Regions from separate parts of the Mus musculus genome. Here all the other regions are linked to region 3. Evidence: chromatin contacts called from public promoter capture Hi-C data. All regions are on one chromosome and are shown on one strand. The core of a region is the stretch at or near the end of the contact, and the rest is flanking DNA. Distances in the headings are between cores, read along the strand shown.

What was found. Promoter capture Hi-C pulls out the DNA fragments that hold promoters and counts their contacts.
Region 1: a promoter capture Hi-C map of pre-B cells shows a contact between it and region 3, with 6 times the contacts expected there. The contact joins the promoter of Tex14 here to the promoter of Usp32 in region 3. A contact is called at or near these places in 2 of 39 promoter capture datasets (liver and pre-B cells).
Region 2: a promoter capture Hi-C map of liver shows a contact between it and region 3, with 8 times the contacts expected there. The contact joins the promoter of Rnf43 here to the promoter of Usp32 in region 3. A contact is called at or near these places in 2 of 39 promoter capture datasets (liver and pre-B cells).

The regions. Positions count from the first base shown.
Region 1 is chr11:87,403,431-87,406,319 of GRCm38.p6, forward strand. Tex14 (testis expressed gene 14) reads left to right here and starts at 1,635. Exons shown (of 31, transcript NM_031386.2): 1 at 1,635-1,740. Rad51c (RAD51 paralog C) reads right to left here and starts at 1,076. Exons shown (of 9, transcript NM_053269.4): 1 at 874-1,076. The coding sequence starts at 991.
Region 2 is chr11:87,661,303-87,664,458 of GRCm38.p6, forward strand. It overlaps Rnf43 (ring finger protein 43), which reads left to right and starts at 1,785. Exons shown (of 10, transcript NM_172448.4): 1 at 1,785-1,920; 2 at 2,834-3,156.
Region 3 is chr11:85,138,384-85,141,425 of GRCm38.p6, forward strand. It overlaps Usp32 (ubiquitin specific peptidase 32), which reads right to left and starts at 1,572. Exons shown (of 34, transcript NM_001029934.1): 1 at 1,328-1,572. The coding sequence starts at 1,385. It also overlaps a transcript of 1700125H20Rik not described here.

The DNA of each region.
Region 1 (2,889 bases), core at 385-2,884, 2.3 Mb after region 3:
GTTTAACATTGGCAAAGCCATGAGTTCAATACACAACACTTAAACAAAAATCAAACCAGATTCCATTCTGTCCTCTTTGATCACCATCAAAGAGATGTGCATAGTATTACTGGCACAGTGGGTGACTACAACGAAGTTTGGATTTGTGAACATTAAGGATGCAGTGGTCCCCACTTTGGTTTTTTTGTTTTGTTTTTTGAGACTGGGTTTCTCTGTGTAGCCCTGGCTGTCCTAGAACTCACTCTGTAGACCAGGCTAGCCTCGAACTCAGAAATTCACCTGCCTCTGCCTCCCAAGTGCTGGGATTAAAGGCGTGCGCCACCACTGCCCGGTTGTGATTCCCACTTATCTGTAACCTAAAGAACTCTGAGAAAAGTCGGGGGCCAGGGCGGGGGGGGGGGGGAGGCAGTATTCCTGTGAATCACGAACGTCTTTCTAGAGCTTTCTCCTGGTCTAAGGGAATGTTCTATTGCTTTTCTCACTGAAATATCTCTAGTCCTTCTCTAATCCTTTATTTTTCAACTTCAATTCCCCCCCCCCGCCCCCCAGGATCTTTGACCAAGGAGAATTACATGGCTTGTGATTGTTTCCCAACCCAGTTTATCATGAAACCTCAAGATGAGAAGTCGGTTCTTTCATCTACAGATTGGACACCCTGGTCCAAGAGGAGCCTTCCTTAAACCATTAAGTGAGGCACTCCTCAAAGCATCCAGCGAGCACGGAGAAAGCAATCAGTAAACGTTGCTCCACACAGTTCCAAGCTCAAGAGAATTTCAGCGGTGTCAAAAGATCGGCTTGGCGGAGGCGGCGGAACGAAGACGGAGGCGGCGCCAAGCGGCCGCGGTGCATCAGCTGGCAGCTGGGAGTCGTTACCTTTGCTGAGCTCGGAGGGCTTCACCTCTAGGACGTCCTCCGCCGTCTGAAACCCCGCAGCCACCAGCTTCCCGCGCACCGCTGGAGACAGCGGATAACCCACCAACTCCCGCTGCATTTTTTTTTTTTTTTTTTTTTTTTTTGAGAGCTCGGCGGCTACGCACGCAGTGACGTAGAGCAAGAGGCGCGAAAGCGCTGGAAACCCAAACCCCGCCCTCCCGCGGGGGAGGGTCAGTGGCGTGACGTCACACGCGCGGCGTAAGGGGCGGGGCTCGCGCGGCCTAGACTCACGAGGCCTTGCTGCTGCTGAGGAAATCCCACACACTGGTTTCATGTAAGGTTGTCTTCTAGTTTCACTCGTCCGAGTCACGTTTCGGATATAGCCTGACAGTGAACACAAAAACAAAAAAAGAGGCCGGAGACGCGGAGACGGTAGCCAGGCCAAGTGAACCCTGTACAGCATATTTCCTCACCATGCTCTGCCCTCTTTCACGGGTTCCTCAAGAATCCATCCTCCTGGATGGAAGTTGTAGTAGACGCAGCAACCAGAAACTGACCAGTTGGCAGTTTCCTGCTGTGAAAAATTCAAAAAACCCTTGTAGGAGGTCTGTTGTGTGTCCCCTGACCCTTGCCAGGCGACCCCTTGCTTTTCCCGCCCTCGCGGGGGATTGTGGGCCAGCCTCCCACTTTGGGGGGCTGCGGTAGGGAGTGGTTGGCGCCCACGCGCGCGTCCACGCACTCGCCCGCTCACGCACGCACGCACAGCTTCCGGTGGGTGACCCCGGGACTCCGGAGCTCCCTCAGAGTGTGGCGGTTTCTGAGCATTCATGTCGGCAGGCCTGCCTAGAGTAAGAAGTAGCTGGAAAAGTAAGCTATCGTGTCCTTGTCGTCTCGTGGTCTAGCCTGGGCCTCTGGTGTCCCGAGGGAGGAGCTGGACCTCTTTAGTAGAGTTGACCGGGGATGTTGACGGAGCGGGAGTGACTGCTTCCACATCAGAACTTTTGGGGAGATTGGCAGTTTGGAAGGTGGCTTTAAAGGCCCAAGAAATACGGAAGATGATATAAAAAAAAAGTGTGTCGTGCCGGGCAGTGGTGGCAGCACGCCTTTAATCCCAGCAGTCGGGAGGCAGAGGCAGGCGGATTTCTGAGTTCGAGGACAGCATGGTCTACAGAGTGAGTTTCAGGACAGCCAGAGCTACAAAACAAAACCAAAAAAAGTGTGTCATACCTACCTCACATTTCAAAAAAAAAAAAAAATCTAGCATTTTTTTTGAAGACAGCATCTAAACTTTCTAAATTATGGGATATAGGAATACGCGACTCTCCCTGCTTTTGCACTACTTATTGACAACAACTTCTTCTTTCTTTTTTTCTTTTCTTTTTGGTTTTTCGATACAGGGTTTCTCTATGTAGCCCTGGCTGTCCTGAAACTCACTCTGTAGATCAGGCTGGCCTCGAACTCAGAAATCTGCCTGCCTCTGCCTCTTGAGTGCTGGGATCAAAGGTGTGCGACACCACACCGGGTTCTTTTCTTTTCTTTTTTTAACTTGTGGGTTTTCAAGACAACCTCTTTGTGTAGGTTTCTTTCGTGGCTCTCCCAAAACTGACTCTGTAGAGCAGGCTCTCCTCGAAGTCACAGAGATTCATCTGCCTCTGCCTCCTGAGTACTGGGATTAGAAAGGCCAGCGACCTCCCCACCCCCACCCCCTACCCCCAAAAAAAGCCGGGCAGTGGTGGTGCACGCCTTTAATCCCAGCCCTTGGGAGGCAGAGGCAGGTGGATTTCTGAGTTTGAGGTCAGCCAGGGCTACACAGAGAAACCCCGTCTGGAACCCCCCACCCCCAAAACAAAAGAAAGGTCAGTGCCACCAATGCTCAGCTAAAGCAACGACTCTTTATTATTACATTTCTTTTGTGTTTGTGTGTGACACACAGGCCACATTACTAGACTGGAGGTGAGAGAAATTGGTTCTCGGCTTCCCCCATGTGGTATTGGGGACAGATGGAATTGAGGCTGT
Region 2 (3,156 bases), core at 535-3,034, 2.5 Mb after region 3:
ATCCACATTTTTACACATGCCCAAACAGGTTCATCTATATATTAAATTAAAACACAGAACTTCTTCATAATCATTTAAAATGTATACATTTCAACAGAGTTGAATGTCCACATTGTTGTTTATGAATAGAATTTTGAAAAATTCTACTAGTTCAACCATGGAATGCTGACCATGGGGCTGGAGGGATGGCACAGGTTAAGGTCACTGACTGCTCTTCCAGAGTTTGAGTCTCAGCATTCACACGTGACTTAAAACATCTGTAACTGCAGCTCCACAGAGCCTTACACCCTCTTCTGGCTTCTCACACACATGGTATACAAACATACATGCAGACAAAACATCCATACATATCAAATACAATTTTAAAAAGAAATGTCAAATATAATTTGAAAATTTAAATATTACAGTATTCAAATATGAAGATTTACAAAGAACTATATTGCATGAAGGTAGTAATTAGCTAAATTTAATCTCTTTACCTATACTGTTTTTATTAGACATATTTAACTTTTAAGAAAAGATTCATCTTGTGTGTATGGGTGTTTTGTCTGCAGTGCCTGTGGAGGCCAGACAAGGGTGTTGAATTCACTGGAAATGGAGTTGTAGATGGTTGTGAGCCACCATGTAAATGTTGAAAACTAGACTTCAGCCCTCTGGATGAACAGGCAGCCAGTGCTCTTAACCACTGAGCCACTGCTCCAGCTCCAAGCATAGGTTTAATGCTTAGCTTCTATATGCAGACTAACTTAGAGTCTTACACTGGAAGAATAGGTTTGACCCAAAGAGTAAGAGAGAAATAACAGATTCCAGACTTCTGACAGCAACCTGATTCGAGAGATCCATCCAGGTGCAGTTTAGGCAGAACTACTGAACGTAGTAAGAACTGAAGAAAAGCTATGCAGAAGTCTTTATTCACAGTGGCAGACATAAGCAACAAGTACTCAGTATAAGATCTCTCAATTCTGGCTTTGTGCCATTTGTAGACACTAAAACATGGGAAGAATAGAGATCTATTTGAATTTGTAACTGCAAGACTTTGCGCCGTTCTTTTGTCTTTTGGATGTCTTTGTTTTCTGTTCCGTTCCTCATACCGCCGTCAGTGTGCTAGTGCTTACAGAATAGACACATTTGGGTGGCCCTGATTTATCTCCTGTGGGGAAAGGTAAGGACTGATTGAACTGCATGCAGTTGGGCTGTCGCTCACTAGGGGGAGTAAAAGAGCAAGAGACAGAAAGAGACCGAGAGAAGACTTTTGGTTAAATTAGTGAGTGCGTGCACCAAGAGGAGGAGGGGCCGGCTTGCGTGTAGCGGCTCCACCCTCACTTTGTCAGCAGGTAGAGAGCGTGATTGCAGTCCCAGGGGAAGAAGTCAGAGCTGGTACACCAATTACAAACCACAGGTTTCCTGCTGTAGGGAGCTGATCCAGAATTGTCTTTCTTGAAAGGAAGCACTTCAACCCTGCCTCCTCCTGAACTTCCAAGTCCGTCCATGATTCAGGGATACCGTCTTCTCCCTCTGGGATATTCTGTGATTTGGGTAGTGACTGTTCTATTTGCTGCTTCGTTTCTCATCTCTTCCAAGATATTCCGTACAGAGGCGGAGGGAGAAGACTTTTGTTAGATTTTAGAGATGATTTTGGCTCATCTTTAAGCATTTCCAGAGTTCTTGAGGAGGACAGTAGCTCTCGTCTTGGAATAAGTTTTTGCCTGATCTGCGTGGATTACTTTTTCGGGCTTCGGAATTTCTCAGCACCTACCTGTAGTGCGAGCACTTGGTCTGATTGCAGAGTGAGAAGGTGGAAGCCGGAGCCGTACTGGGTTAAGCAGCTCAGGTCTTTTTTTAAAGCAGGATTTATAAATGCACAATTGAATTTGTTTCATCCCCGTGCCGTGGACTCCAGTGGGCCCGACAGCGCAACAGGTTTGCAGATTTCTTTTGAAATTCTTTCGTGTTTTCTCCCTCCCTCTGTCTCAGCGAAAGTAAAGAATCTATAGAACAGGTTTGCGTTCAGACGCTTGGCTTTTCAGCACTTACTCTGAAGACTTTATAGGATTTTTAAATGACTTCAAAAGGCAGCATACTTTGTGGGTGAAGTGTATTTATAGTTACTTAAGGGTGCGCATTTTAAAAATCTGATGTTTATAAAGAGTCCAAAGTTTCCTAGGAACATAGAAATAACCCAGGTCTCCTCAGCCTGATTTTTTTCAGGGCGCTCAACTTAGAGCCTCTCTACCCCCCTATCTTTTATTCTCCGCCCCCTCAAGGAATTTGAAAACTTAGGAATAGTCCTTTGTTTTTCTCCTGAATCTAGAAGATTACAGATTGTAAAGTCTGGATGTGTTTCCACAGCATTCTGAGGAAAGTCAAAGCGCTTGGCATTCTCAGACTGGAGAATAAACTCTGGGATCCCTAAACGAGAAAGGAAAGTGGAAACAGAAATATGAATTTTAGCTGGGAAAATAATTGCAAAGCTAAACTTTTCAAGTATCTCAAAAGGGAAGTTGGAAGAGATTTTGATACTCAGATTAATTGTGTCGTATGTCAAAGATATATGAATTTGTGCCTAATTTTACAGGCACTTTTGGTGGAACACACACACACAAAATAATATATTGTAGTTCTTTAAAAGTATATAAATTCAGTAGGCCTAGAACTCTGGACTATGCTGAAACACAATTTAGCATGGACATTTTAATTAAGAGTATATGCTTCAGCATCATTAGACATCCCTCCAGGTGGGGCCTGATTAGTTCCCACTCTTCCCCTATTCAAAAGAAAACCTCCTCATGGACTTTAGCCATTTATGGTTGACATTTTTTTCTGGCTTAAAAAGGGCAGCATGTCTTCGTGTTCTGAGCTGAAGTTCCTCCCTCACCTCCGATGCGCTGCTTTAGCCGTTTACTGACCTTGTTTTCTTCATCGGCCTCGGGTTTAGTGCCTCAGGAATCTGATACATATGGAAGACCAGCAGCAAGTGATCTGACATAATACCAATCCATGTTTGTATCTAAAGCACATTTGGAAATTCCAAAGAGAAGAGGTGGCATTTCTGTATTCGCAGTGACGATGGGAGAAAAGGACATACCTGCCCCAGAGGTGGGCTGAAAAGGCCATCTTCTGCTCCCAATCAGGAATACCCCCTGTGCTTGGGAATCT
Region 3 (3,042 bases), core at 322-2,821:
AGGTGTATTTTCGCTATTCTGCTCAGCCCCAAAATTGATGCAGCTACAATTCTGTATCTTATTTTCTGTTTATTAGGTTGTGGGTCCAATGAACTTATTTCTCTTTGTATATGAACTAGATCTCATTTCTAAATCCTCACTTTAAAATGTCTTTTTCATCATATTTTAAGTTTCTATCCCAAGCTACTAAAAACACCTGGCGCATGACTGAATTTACTTATTTATTTATTTATTTATTTATTTTGGTCTTAGAAATCTGTTAACAATAATGTCTGGCCACTAATCTGCTTAATGTTTTTCACTTCTTACCAAGAAAATCCATTAAACATCAAAGAGAACTACAAGCACCACACAGACACACTCTCAAATCTCAGTCATGAAAAATTAAGTCACATTCCGGCCATAAACTGTGCAAGACACTTCCAGTTAGCACGAGCTTTACACTGACAATCGTATCAGAGTAAGTGGTAGGGGGTTGGGGGCTATTAACAACACAGTGTGAATCAGAGCCAAGAGCAGCAGCCGTTGACAGCAAGGCCAGTCTCTGAAGGGAGCTGTAATACAGTATCACAATGCTGGGTTTCCGAATGCCATTTTAAGGGAGCGAGGGGGTAAGAACTGGGAATCAAGTGTACTAAAACCGTCTGATCAATGTCCGAGGAGAGGAAACCTAAGACAAGGTCTTATGAACATCAGCTGTCTAATCTGTTCTCACCTTAAACACAACTTCACTTTCAGGTCGTTCTTAATCAAAGTCAACCGCTCAAAGGGTGAAGGATGGCAGGAGTAAATGGAAGGATAGTCATCGCCCTCAACAGAGAGGCAAAGACCCTGGGAAAACCAGAGGCTCCCTAATAGAAAAGGACTTCCAGGAGCAAAACAGAACGCCCTGTCTTCTCCTCCAGCCAATGCTGTTAGAAACCAGATTAGGATGTTGTCGGAGGCTTTTTTTTTTTTTTTTAAATGAAAGAGTGATATGAGAAAATGGCACTGAAGGATGAGGGGGCCTGGAAGGGTTGAGCCACCCAAGAACCGATGGTCAGGGCTTCCCTGCACCTAAACAAGATAACAACGCCAACCGAGTGCACCGGCAATGGCCAGCCAGCGCCCGGTACCCCCGTCACTGCCAAAGCTTCGCCCCCTCCCCTAGTGCCCCAATTCCCACACCCCGCTTCCCCTTCCACCTCCCTGCCCTCGATATTCCCACGGCTGGCCTCCCGGGTCCTTCGCCAGGCACCCCACGCCCCAGCCTCCTCTCCCTCCGGCCACCCACCCCTGGGCGCTCCGCGCTGGCCTCCCCGCAGCTCACTCGACCCCTCCCCCTCACCTCTCCTCAGCGCCTCCTCGTAGCTGAGGAATCCGATCCGTGACTCCTTGGCGCCCATGCTCCCCTCATCCCCTCGGCCGGGGGTCGGAGCCTGCTTTCGCCCCCACCCCCCTCCCGCCTCCTTCGCGGCGTCGCCGGCTGACGGTGTCGGCGTCCCCGGCCCCCTCCTCCCCCAACACTAACAAGTGCGGCTTCTGCCCCAGCGACTCCTCCCGGCCGCCGCCGCCGCCTCCATGCCGAGTCACGTGACCCGCTCCCACCCCGCCCCCTTCCCCTCCCTCCTACTCCGCCCTTCTCCTCTCTCTCCTCCCTTCGCGTCTCGCCTCACTCCTCCTCTCCTCCCTTCCGCCCCCACCCCGCCCTCCCGCCAGCACCGCCGCGGGTCACCTGACCCAAGGCCCGGGACGGTTCCGGGTAATGGCCGCCGGGGGGCCACGCTCCGCCCCACCCCACGCTAAGAGCGCGCAGGGGGGGCGGGGCGGCCTCGCCACACGTAGCACGTCATCCCTATCTTCCTGCCAATCCTAGGCCTCGAATCCCGCCGCGGCGCTCAGCTGGCCAAGAGGGCAGTGACTTCCGGGGCGCCCGAGGACGGGTCTTCCCGCCCCCCACGTTCTGGCGTTCGACGGGCGGGGCCGGAGCGATGACGGTTGGTGCTGCGGTGGCCGCGACCCACCTTGGAAGACTAGGGGAATGTTAGGGAGCAGGGGGGGTCTGAGGAAAGCGGTGCGGGCGACAAAAGGAGCGGGCAGGCGGGGGACCCCTAACGTTCGGGGGATGTTGGCAGAAGTGGAAGATGAGACTCACGGCTTCTCTGAGAAGATACCTCTTTTTCCTTCTAGAGATGGAGCCTCAGGACAGGGCAGTGGACCTTGTCGCAGTATTTTACTTTCTACGCCTTCCCATTCTCCAAACGCGGCTGCCTTAGCTTTTCTTTCAGAGGCCCAAGCCACTATGTTGGTCCATTTTTCCCTCTGAACCTGTTGCCTCCCTCCCCCAATTTTTTTAAGCCGCATTAGATGTTTTGTTTTGGGTGTTTGTTTCTGACGCAGGGTTCTGCTTTGTAACCCAGGCTGTCCTCGAACTTGTAGATTCGCGTGCCTCAGTTTCCCATGTACTGGTTCTACAAGAAACACCACACCCAGCCCTGCCACCTTCATGCTTCAACCAAACACTTGCCCTCTAAAAATGAGACAGTTCAAAACTGAGTAGCTTGCTTTAAAATACATATATTTTATGTATAATACATATGTATATAGTGTGTGTGTGTGAATTTAGTAGCATTAACATTTACATCGTTATTCAGTCTTAGTTTATCTTCAGGACTACTTGATCTAGTAGAGAACTGAAACTTTCAACAGTAATGTTGGTTCATCAAGGCAACTACATTTCTCCTGTGACTGGCTTATTTCACTTAACATGGCTCATTGTGTTGTAGCATATCAGGCATGTGGTTCAGCAATTCCACTTCTCAGTATATAGTCCCGAAGTATGTCTTTAAAGGGATGTGTGAACAGCTATTTATGCACTCAGCATTTATAGTATATACAATAGTCAAAACGTTAAAAATAAATGTCATAAGTTAGTAAACAAAATGTGGTGTATAAACACAATGGAATGTTTTTCCATTTCCTTTTTCTGGGTGGGGGAACCAGTGAGACAAGTTCTAGCAGTTGCCTGGACTGGGACTTGTGGCAGTCCTCCTGTCTCTGCCT